2 separate regions of the Rattus norvegicus genome follow, and region 2 is linked to region 1. A link is a contact called in public HiChIP or PLAC-seq data. All regions are on one chromosome and are shown on one strand. The core of a region is the stretch at or near the end of the contact, and the rest is flanking DNA. Distances in the headings are between cores, read along the strand shown.

Region 1 (5,248 bases), core at 933-3,432:
AAGGAGGGGCCAGTCCGTTTGCAAGGGAGAAAAAGCAAGAGGAACACTGACCTGGTGGACCATCCGACTACCAAGAGATTTAAAAGACCCCTCCCCCCAAAACCTTTGCCAGCTGACAGGCGAGGAAGTGGAAGAGCAAGTAGCCCCGAGGTCTCTCAGCCCATGGGCTGCTAGGCATGGCCAACCCGGAGAATGCTTCGGTAGTGGGCCCCCCGAAGGGCAGTGCCTTCCCTCCCCCAAGACCCAACTGGTCCTCTAATCTGCCGGACCTCCAGATACCGACGAGTCAGTGTGTTGACAAGCCATCCCTGGCCATTCCTAGCCCATCAAAAAATGGAAGGAAGTCCATAGGAAGGGTATGAGCAGACCGATTTAATTAGCGCGGGCTCTAAAGGTACCTTAAGTTGGCCCTATTAAATTAAACTGCCTAGGGGAAAAATAACTGTAATTATTTCCTTTTCTCTCCTACCATTGTACTTCAACTCCCAACCTCCACGCTTCTCCCCTCCTTGACAAGACAACCTTTAAACTAGGGGCTGGCACAGGCATCCCCAAACTAGGTCTCAGTGTTTCCCTTTTTCTGCCCTTCTTCTGTTTGAGCTCTGGTTCCTAGCAGAGAGCAGAGTCCAGAGGGGTCCACAGTGCTTGGCTATATTCTAATTCAGGGAGGCTGTTACAAGAGTAGAACATTTTTCCAAAAACGCACCCGGAGTCTCCTTCCTGAACCAGTGCAGATCCGTTTGCTGGGGGGAATTTCTTTAAAAAAAGAAAAACCTTTTCTCTCTTCTGCAGAGCAAAATAAGCAAACTTTAATGGTAGGGAATTATTGTTTATTTTGTTGAAATCTAGTTCTGAGTTTTCCTACTTAAAACGTGTTTTCCCCAGGACACTGACCTATTCTTTAATTGTTTGGTGCGAGGCATGTTAGGGGGAGGGGCGTTACTTGTTTATTGGAACAGCGCAGTTAAAAAAAAAAAAATCAACCTAGGCTAACAGTTTCAAGGCTCCCCTAAAGATGTATCCAAACAGGCAGCCAATCAGCGCTTACACAGCTTTTTCTGCTTGACTCTTTTAAAGAGACAGTACCGACTATGTTTTATCACATTTAAAGAGAACCGCGCTCTAAAAACAGTATGAAAATGGGGGAGCCATTTCTTATCTCACCAGTTTTTGATTTGGAATCTCCAGGGAGAGAACACTGCAGGTTTTTGGGGTCGTCGAGTGGACAGAAAGGAGTCGTGAGCAAAAAGCTTGGTCACTCTGCCAACCCCCCATTTCCCATTGTACACCTGGGTCATTGACAATGGAAGCTTCCCCTCCCCCCACGCCCGACTCTGGTCCCCCTACTCTCCAATTTAGCTCCATTTATTTGAAGTTTGAGATTTCTGCGGCGCGCACTCCGAGTCGCGAGGCGTCCAGGTGACGTCCCTCATCCAAGCGGAACCCTTTCCCGTGGAAAGGCGAGGGGCTAAACTTGCCAGGGTTAGCAAACCTCAGAAATTTGAGAGAAATCACTCTCTTTCCTTCTACTCCAAGACTCCTTTCCCTTCCTACAGATTGCCTGGGGCACGCCAAGGGCCATTTTCGCGCGGCTCCACTTTGGGGTTTCCCAAAGTATTTTAACGATCTAGTAAAGAAGCAGCCGCGCGCTTTGGCGCCAGCTACGGCTGCCCAGCTCCGCGTGCAGCCCTGGCCGGGGCTCCGAAGGCAGGGCTGGGCGCAGGCAGCCCGGGGTGGGGCAGGGAGCAGGGCCGGCTGGGGTCCTGGCCCGCAGAGGGAAGATCAGCGCGGGGAGGCGGGGGCGCTGGGGGCCAGGACGACGCGGAAAGGGGCGCGCCGGGCCAGCCGGGATCCGCGCCTCTCTCCGCGCCTGCTGTCGCAGCGCCCAGTCCCCGCCGCGCCGGCCGGGTGCTCCAGTTCAGGCCCCAGCCCTTCGCGTCGCCGCCCCACCCCAGCGCCAGGGCTCGCCCCCCGCTCCCCCGGCCGGGGCACGAGCGGGCAGCGGCTCGCGGAGGAGGCGCAGCGGGACTGGCGCGGCCGCGCTGACAGGCGTCCCTCCCGGCCTCCGGGCCCGCCCCCGCGCGCCGATTGGCCGCCGCGGCCGTCCGTCGCGGGGCGTGGACGCCCGCCGCGCTCCTGCCGGGGCAGCCACGTTCGGTTGAGCTCCAAGTAGACCAGCGGCGGCGGCGGCAGAGGCAGCGGTGCTGAAGGCGCAGAGGGCGGCGCAGGCGGAGCCGGGTGGCGGGCGCGCGGGCCGCGAGCAAGCGAGCTGCAGGCTTCGGGCGGGCGGCGGCGCAGCTCAGGCCGAGCCGGCGCGGGAGGAGTTCCAGGGCGATGGGGCCGCGGCCGGGGCTGACGCTTTGACAGCTGGAAAGAGCGCGGAGCCAGCGCCGGGGAGGGAGGGAGCGCGGCGAGCGGAGTGCGAGCGAGCGGGCGAGCGCCGGGAGGGGGCCGGGAGCAGGGCAGCTCGGGAGACCGGACGGTAGCGGCGGCGGCGGCGGGCTCGGCGCCCTCTTCTCTGCAAGCCATGTTTGCCAAAGGCAAAGGCTCGGCGGTGCCCTCGGACGGGCAGGCTCGGGAAAAGTAAGCCTCTCGCGAGTGGGGCCGCGCCGCGGGCGGCGGGAGGCAGGTGGGCGCGGGGGTCGCGCTGCCTTGTGCCCCTGGGGCCCGGGTCTCTGCCCCGCGACGGCGGCGACGGCGGCGTGGAGAGCCCATTGTTGGGCGCCGGCGGAGGCTGGGGCACCCTGAAGGGGCAGCAGGGCAGCGGTGGGCGAGGGTAGTTGGTAGGCGCGCTGGCTGAGCGGGCGCGGGGGCCCGCGACAAGGGTGGGCGAGGTCCCACTGTGAGCCGGTGCGCTCGGCCCGCGGGTCGCGGGGGCCTTACTTTGCCCACCGAGTGCGGGCAGGGGGCGCGTGGCTTTCTGCAGCCCCGAAGGCTCCTTTTGTCCGCCCGCGGCGTGAGGAGTGCGTGCCGGGGGCTTTGTTCGCCCGGGAGCGCTCTTCCTACCCAGCCAGCGGCCTCATCGTCAGCCCGGTGCGCTCCGGGGCGCCCTGGCTGGGCTGGGCTGGCGGCGCCGGCCTGGCCCCAGGCTTGGGGGACAGTTGTTTGAGGGGGAGATGCTGAGGGCGGCGCTTTGCTGCCCTCTCCAGAGCGCGCCAAGTACCCGAACTGGGACCGAGTCCGTCCGGACCCCGAACCTAGGCTAAAGCAGCGAGCTGAAGTGATCTGGGAAAAGGAGGGTGGCTCAGGGCTCTTGTAGCGGCTTTCGAGTTTGTGAGACCTAGGTGGGTTTAGTCCCAGTGCCACTTGGAAGTTCAAGTTTGGGGACCTTTCTCCAGCTCCCGCGGCTTGGTGGCAGCTTGTCTCTGGTACCCACCCACTAGCAGTTCTGACTCGGATCCTGTCTGGGGTAATAGGTACTTACGTCTTGTCATGGCCACAATGGGATGGCACAGACCGGGCTCACAGTTACTGGCAAGGTCCAGAGCAAGCCTTAGTGTGATCTGACCCTTCCCTCTCTCTCTCTGCCTCTGCTCTTTCCAGGTTAGCTTTATATGTCTACGAATATTTACTGCACGTAGGAGCACAGAAATCTGCACAGACCTTCTTATCAGAGGTGAGTGGGACTCCTCAGCATCCAGTTTCTTGACACCCCCTCCTCCCCACTATTCTTAGAGCCTTTGTTTTCAGGAGCAGCCACTGTGGCCACCATTTTGAATTTTTATCACCTTTTGGCATTTATTGTTAGTTGGTCTTCACAGCCTTTTGGCTGGGGAAGGCCCTGCAGCCCCCTCCTTTCTGCCCCTCTAAGCTGCCTTCGTTCCTTCTTTTCTAGATTCGATGGGAAAAAAACATCACACTGGGTGAACCGCCTGGGTTTCTGCACTCGTGGTGGTGGTAAGTTTGCGTGATAGTTTTCTGTGTGTTTTGTTCTGAGGCCGGGGTCCAAGTGAACAAAGACGGTCTGGAGCAGGCCTTCTACCTTTGCCTCTGCTTTCCTTGGAGCAGGCACCTCTGGGTGACCCGACGAGGCTTGGCAAGGAAGAATGGGCAGAAGAGGCTGCTGCCCGAAGTTGTTGCTGGTTTCTCTGCCTGTGGGGAACTGAACTGAATCTCTCTATGCTTTTCCTTCTCACTCTGGGGCACCAGGCAGGGGGCTCAGAAAGAGCTGGAAGGGTTTTTGTCAATCCTGCATGCTGCTTTAATTAGAGGAGTGGGGGCAGGGCGGGTGGAGGGGACACCAGGTCCGCTCTGCAACTGGCCTGTCCCTTACGTTTTCTTCCACAAAACGCCAAACCTTAAGAGACACCCATTGGGCCTTTTCCAGGGACCCTGAATAAAGCAAGAAGGGCCGCACTTCCTGTAGAGACACTGATTCAGACTGACTGGACCTTCCTTTCCTCTGTCTCCCCACCCCCCAGCATCCCTGCAACCACAAAGCCTTACTTTACCGAGAACCTTAACCAGCCAGAGGTGGCCTGGCAGGAGGCCTGCAGCTTGCTCAGGGCTGGCTCCCCTTATCTTTGACCCTCTCTCCAGGCTTGAGCAGCCTCTGGTCTTTTCTGCAGGCCGGAGGGAAGGATAGGGTCAGAGCCTTAAGCAAGTTGTCTTGAGTGTGTGACTTGAGTGGATGTCTTGTGGGGCTGATAGGTGGACTCTTTCATACCCTTTTGAAAAGGAAAGGGGCAGGGGAGGGGGAGGGTAGCTTTTGGTATTTTGGTGGAGTTGAGTCAAACAGTGTCCTGTTGGGGTGTTAGCACTCACCTGTCTGCCAGCTCAGGATCCTGTTTCAAGGCCCTTTGAACAGCGGGAGGATGAAGTGTCTGTTCTAACTTGTGCAGAGAAAATGAGTTTTTAATGGCTTCTGCCAACCTCCCAACTGCCTGGTTGGAGGCGGTGGCCGATGTGGCGCAAGGATTCCACCTGCGGGAGTGGGTGATGGGTTGGCTGTTGGAGGTGAGCGTGGTGATGGGATTGGTGATTCTGGTTGCTCAGGATCTTGTAGAAACTTGGGCTTGTGAGTAAAAGTTATTTTGAGGGTGCTGGAAATTAGGGTGTCTCGAAGTATTTGCTGAGTGGGGTTTCCCGGGGAGAAGCTTGGAGGGGGAAGGAATGGTCCCCAGGCTCTGTCTGCAGTTGTGCAAAGACCTGCTTTTCCTGTGGCTCCTGGAGTCTCTTGCAGCTTTTCCATCCTTGTTCCAGGAATGGGAGGTTGGCTCAGGCTGTGGCGGCTGCCAGTGGTTGTAAT
Region 2 (5,732 bases), core at 2,687-5,186, 150 kb after region 1:
GAGCAAGAGGCATAGAAAGAGAAGGGCTGTGAGCAGGGGCAGAGGAGACCATTCAAACCCAGGCAAAGAGCCAAGTTCTTCTTAACAACCGAGTGAGAAAAGCCAGGCAGATCAGAGCCTGGGCTAAGTTGGATTAGCATGTATACTACATGGGAATACAGGTGGTCAGAGGAAACACATGCACAACTCACTAATCACTGAGCCTGCTGTGAGTACATGGAAATGTCACTTGTACTGTTCCCCTGGGGAAGCCACATGCCACTACCAGACGAATGTGTTTAGAAAGACTGTTGTCAGGACCCTGAGTGGCTCTGAGTGGCACTGCCCTCTGCAAGGGCCTAACTTCAGAAAGAGTCAAATCCCAGTGTGAAGGTAATAGATTAGGGCTGTTGTAAGATTAGAGATCAGCTTGGTCGATGGCATGTCATTTAATTAGCATGCAGCCTCCCAAGATCCGTAAAAAATGAATGTTACATCTACAGACAGATAAATTCTGCAGTAATTGCACCTCAAGATCAGTTTCCTAAGGCATTTCCTGTTTCCTCACACAAATGTGCTTGGACCTCTCCTAACCTTGGGTTTTAGATTCTCCCCACAGATCACTGTAGTGTGGTTTCTAATTCAATTCCCTCCACATCTCTCCTCCAGTGACAGCTCAAAATGGGGCAGTTTAATTAGAGGTAATACTTGACAATGGGCCAACAAGTACTCTCCATTAATGAGGTGCACTAATTTCCTTAGTGGTACCATTACCTCTGCCAGGCTGACTCCTTGCCAGAAGTCCATAAGCATAGGGGGAAGAGGAGAAAACCCGCTCACACCGACATCCTAAGTCCCACATATTCCACTGCGGGTTTATTGCTCCCTAATTCTATCTGTTTGAGCTCCTGACTGACACTGCTGTCGGGAACACCAACAGGCACTGCCAAGTACACAGCATGTGCGAAAGCAAACAGGTGAGAAAGCTATATACCAACGAGCTCTCCCTGGCAAACTCAGGGACATGGGGAGGGGTCAGCAGAACAAGTGACACACGTAGGGCTAGGTGGAGGCCGCAGCACAGAGGGCCTGGTGTCACATGACAAATGACAGTGTAGGGTGATGAGCCACTCTAGCAGCTCTGCTCACACAGCCATGGAAGGGAAGCAAAGGTGCAGCGTTGGTGAGGGAGAGATCAGTGTGCTCTACCATTTCCCTGGCTGTGGGGTCGTCTTGACACTCCCAAGCATACTGTGGGGCTCAATGGATACAGTCATCAGCCGACACTGGTAGAATAAAGTTTTAGAAGGAGATAAAAACAGAAACAAGAAAGTTGGGCATGGTGGTACAGACTAGAGGATCACAGTCTGAGGCCAGCCTGTGCTATGTAGTGAGACACTATCAAGGGTGTTTCTGAACCCACAGAATAGGTAGCAGGAGATGAATGTGAGAGATGAGATCTGGTGGTAGGGCTGACAGAAGGATCAGACACACAACACAACCAGAAAAGCAACAACAACAAAAGGCCCAGCAAGGCCTTCTGGTACATAGGATGACTAACCTCGATTCCAGGTGGTGGCTAAGGAGCAGTTTTGGGCAGAGGTCCGCCTGGCTAGAGAAGGGTGCTTGATAATCTGGGACTTACACAGCTGTAGGAGGTTGTCCACAATGAGCGGGCTTGGAGAAAAAAAAAAGATATCTAGAGACTTAAAGCAACATGTAACTTCCAACACTCCTCAGTTATCTTATCTGGAGGAAACTCACCAGTAAGTCTCTCTCTTGGGGATGTCCTCAGTGGAGTGCCAGAGCCGGGAATGAGAGATGATATCCAGAACACGTTGTTCTTGGTTCTCGATGTGATTGGTTGGATCATCAACAAGACTAAGCACTTTCTTGGGGAGACCCTCTATTAACTTGGTCTTAGTAAGCCAGAGAGCCTGCTTCATACCTTTGGGACAACCAAAAAGAAAAAGAAAAAGAAAAAGAAAAAGAAGAAGAAAAAGAAAGAGAGGGGACAGCTTAGGAAGGGATGTTCATGCCTGCAGGGAGCACCACAGAGAAGAGGCTGCCTCAACAGAGAGCTGGTTTTGTTTTTGAGATATCTGAGAAACGAAACTTCCAGGTGGTAAGAGTAGACTACGGGAATAAGTGCTTAAAAATGGAAGGAGTTCAAACCATGCCCAAGGCGCCGAGTTCCCTGCTGACTCCCCACAGAGAAATCAAAGGTGTGAGACTAGTTCAGTGGATACTGGCCCTTCAAATAAAACCCCAGCTCTGTGATTTTCTTTTTTTTTTTTTTTGCTAGCAATCTCAAGCCAGGTTTTATGGTTCTCTAGCACAGAGCAAACTATGTAGTCCTTAGAGCTGCTATTTACTGAATGTCTCCTCCTGTGCCATGAACTTACTATAAGTTAGATGGGATTCTGACATGAAGGGGAAACCTGGACAGACTGAGTTTGCCTCAAGTTGCTTATCTTTAAGGTGATACAGGTAAGAGGAGAAACTGAGCCTGTCTACCATGAAGTCCACAATCTCTCCACAACCCCAATCCTCTTCTCAGGCCCATATCTTTTTTTTTTTTTTTTTTTTTTTTTTTGGTTCTTTTTTTGAGAGCTGGGGACCGAACCCAGGGCCTTGCGCTTCCTAGGCAAGCGCTCTACCACTGAGCTAGATCCCCAACCCCCTCAGGCCCATATCTTACAAGCGTTTATTGTGACTTTATAAGACCTCTCTGTACCTTGAGGAAGTGTAGGATAGAAGATACATTTCCAGACTGGTTCAATGAGTGCAATCTTAGCCTCTGATCTTTTTTCTAAGATAGGGTTTCTCTGTGTAGCCCTGGCTATCCTGGAACTCACTCTGTAGACCAGGTTGGCCTGAACTCCCAGAGATCTTCCTGATTCTGCTTCCCCAGGGCTAGGATTAAAAGTGTGCACCACCACCTCCCGACTGCAATCTTAACTTCTGAAACACATCCGTCCACTATTGTCAGGGTCACTTAAAAGAGTCATGTCTGTGAGATCCTTCACAGCACCTGAGTTCACTGAAAATGGTTAATGGCTAGAAAAATCAGTTTGCAGGCATAGAAGTGGGCATTTTAGGAGGCTGTGCCACCACCACCATCACCACCATTATCCCCACCCCCCACCCCCCAAAGTGTTTCTCTGTGTATCCCTGGCTGTCTTGGAATTCATTCACTCTGTAGATCAGGCTGGCCTCCAACTCAGGAAACAGGCACAAGACACTATGACCTGTTCTTAAGTGGGCAGATTTTCGGGTCTTTGAAAACATATCCCAGACCTATTTAACAAAAGACACTAACCTAGGAAAGTAGCGTTGTAGACCTGCTTCACTATCCCTTCTCCATGAATGTAAACAGATCACCTCCCGCTACACTCATTCTCCATTGCTCCCTCTCACAAATACTGCCCTTGATCCTGACAACTCTTGGAAGACGGATGTCACTCAGATTCTACTTCGCAGAGGAAGAAACTTCCCCAGGGTCGGGATCATTGCTGAGCTGATAACAGGGTCTCCTCCCGTTTGTCCTGAGGCCTCACCCTCAAGGAGTCGACAACGCTGGTGGAAGATGTAGCAGGGTTGCTCCTTGTACAGAGGCTGCTCGTGGATGGGGGCCGCACGGTGGAACCGTGGGTCAATCCAGCCGCGCTCCCACGGCGGGAAGATCGGCTTCGCCAGCCACGGGACGAAGTGCTTCTTGCCCTCGTAGGTAATGGGTTCCAGGCCAGGGATCTCGTACACCCTGTCCAGGGGGCGAGGCTCCGGTTTCCGAGTGGAGCGCACACCCCACTCATACGCTCCGCGTTTCGGGGCCCCGTAGCCCCCGAGGCCGAGCCTCGCAGAGCCAGCGAGTGCCCGCATAGCGGGCCCGGACGCCAAGGCCATACCGACTCGGGTCTTCACTGCACCTCTACCTGGACGCCGCCATCTTTGCCCGGGCAGGGCCTGCTGGGAGCGAAAGGGGCGGAGCGCAGTGGCTCATTTTGCGATTGACAGACACTTCACCCAATCACAAATAAAAATCCTTGCTTTGTCCCCGCCCCTTGGGCAGTTCCCATCCTTATAGGTGGAACCTGCAAAGCGCTCTTTGCTTGGGGTTTCTGAAGTACCCCACTTGAGGAGACTTGCTGGTAGGTAGGTGAGCGTGGTGGTGGTGCTTGAGTCCGTAGCGGAGGAGTGTAGGGACCTCAAACTTGTACTTTGGACGTCTTTGACCATTAGGCATTTAGTATTTCAGAGGGCCCAGTCTCCTCGCTGTAAAATTAGGAGTTAAAATGTCTTAGCAGGTTCGACCCCTAGTGAGTTCTGGAACTATCCTCCTCTCCACCCTTCTCACTGTTGCCCTCGCTTACCTCTACGCCACCTCGGCACTCAGCCCAGCGCCGAAAGCAAGTTACTTTTGCTCTTCTGAGATTTCTGATTCCTGGAGGGGACCAGAGCCGGGAATTGCTCCTTCGCTCAGCACTAACTTCTGGCAGGCTCACGGTAGGGGTCGGGGTGAGTGTGTAAAGCATACGTTGAGGGACCACCCAGTGAGTACATGAGTGTACGACTTGAACGGTGGCAACACACACATGCTTCTTGTCTATGTCCTTAAGGTCTTTCCTCTTGTTTGACCACTGTCAAAGTTGCTATTTTTATTTTGTTTAGTGACTGTCCTGTGAGCTCTCCCTGACTTCTAGAGCAGTTGCGAGACTCACAGTTCATGTTTAACGAATGAATACATACTAGAATAAAGCAAGTGCTTGGTGATGACAAGTGCAACACTTGGGAAGGTCTCTGACAGGAGATGACCTTTCAACCAAGGCCTGAAGAGTAGGGATAGGCATCCAGGTCGAGGCTGCAACAGGGATTGTGCCTCCCAGATAGGAAAGAATCATGTCTTTAAAACTGAGATTGATATGACCAACTTGTCTACCAATTTCCAAAGTAACTGAGACAATAGGACTATTTAACCCCCATGAAAGCAAAAAGGCAGAGGACAATATAACCAACTCTCAGGCTGTACAGCAATTTACAGTTAACAAAGCATTTCATTTGTCTGATTTTAATACACCCCCTCCCCAAACCCTAAGTGTAATTGGCGTAAAGAGAGACATCATTCACTCGTGTATCTGATACAGTGCATGCTGTAAATAAGATTGATGTAGCACCATGCCAGGTCTTAACAAGGACAGGGACTGTGTCCTGTGCACTTCTCTTGCCTTCCAGCACCTAACCCTGTACCTAGCTCCCAGACCATAGAGTGAACACTCACCAGTCAGTGGGAGCTTCCCGTATGCAGGGTGTTTGGCAGAATACAGAAAGAGTAAGACACAACTTCATTCTCCCTGGTTCCCCAGCTTCAGAAACATACTGAAGCTTCTTGCACAGTAGAAAAGTTCTTCTGAATCCAAATCCCCTTCTCTGCTAAGATTTACTTCACACACACACACACACACACACACACACACACACACACACACACACACAAAACCCCAATAATTATAAGTGTTTCCTGTGTGACAGCCTCTGGTTAAGCCATCTCTATCCCCATAGACTACCTGGTGGGCCTTGAAGAAAGTGTGAGAGAGGGGCTGGGGATTTAGCTCAGTGGTAGAGCGCTTACCTAGGAAGCGCAAGGCCCTGGGTTCGGTCCCCAGCTCCGAAAAAAAGAACCAAAAAAAAAAAGAAAGTGTGAGAGAGATAACAGGGTATAACTGCCATGTTTTCCTTCTCCCAGGCAGACAGCA

The links. HiChIP or PLAC-seq counts read pairs in DNA pulled down with a chosen protein or histone mark.
Region 2: an H3K27ac HiChIP or PLAC-seq map of oligodendrocytes shows a contact between it and region 1, with 2.8 times the contacts expected there. The contact joins the promoter of Mrpl37 here to the promoter of Ssbp3 in region 1. A contact is called at or near these places in 1 of 12 Hi-C or Micro-C datasets (mammary epithelial cells) and 1 of 1 datasets of contacts at active chromatin or transcription factors (oligodendrocytes).

Annotation. Positions count from the first base shown.
Region 1 is chr5:126,918,019-126,923,266 of GRCr8, forward strand. It overlaps Ssbp3 (single stranded DNA binding protein 3), which reads left to right and starts at 2,183. Exons shown (of 17, transcript NM_053358.2): 1 at 2,183-2,583; 2 at 3,544-3,616; 3 at 3,836-3,897. The coding sequence starts at 2,528. It overlaps LOC120102946 (a long non-coding RNA gene), which reads left to right. Exons shown (of 2, transcript XR_005504928.2): 2 at 1-439.
Region 2 is chr5:127,071,031-127,076,762 of GRCr8, forward strand. It overlaps Mrpl37 (mitochondrial ribosomal protein L37), which reads right to left and starts at 3,937. Exons shown (of 7, transcript NM_001004235.1): 1 at 3,540-3,937; 2 at 1,744-1,927; 3 at 1,541-1,656. The coding sequence starts at 3,885. Cyb5rl (cytochrome b5 reductase-like) reads left to right here and starts at 4,083. Exons shown (of 7, transcript NM_001411873.1): 1 at 4,083-4,134; 2 at 5,723-5,732.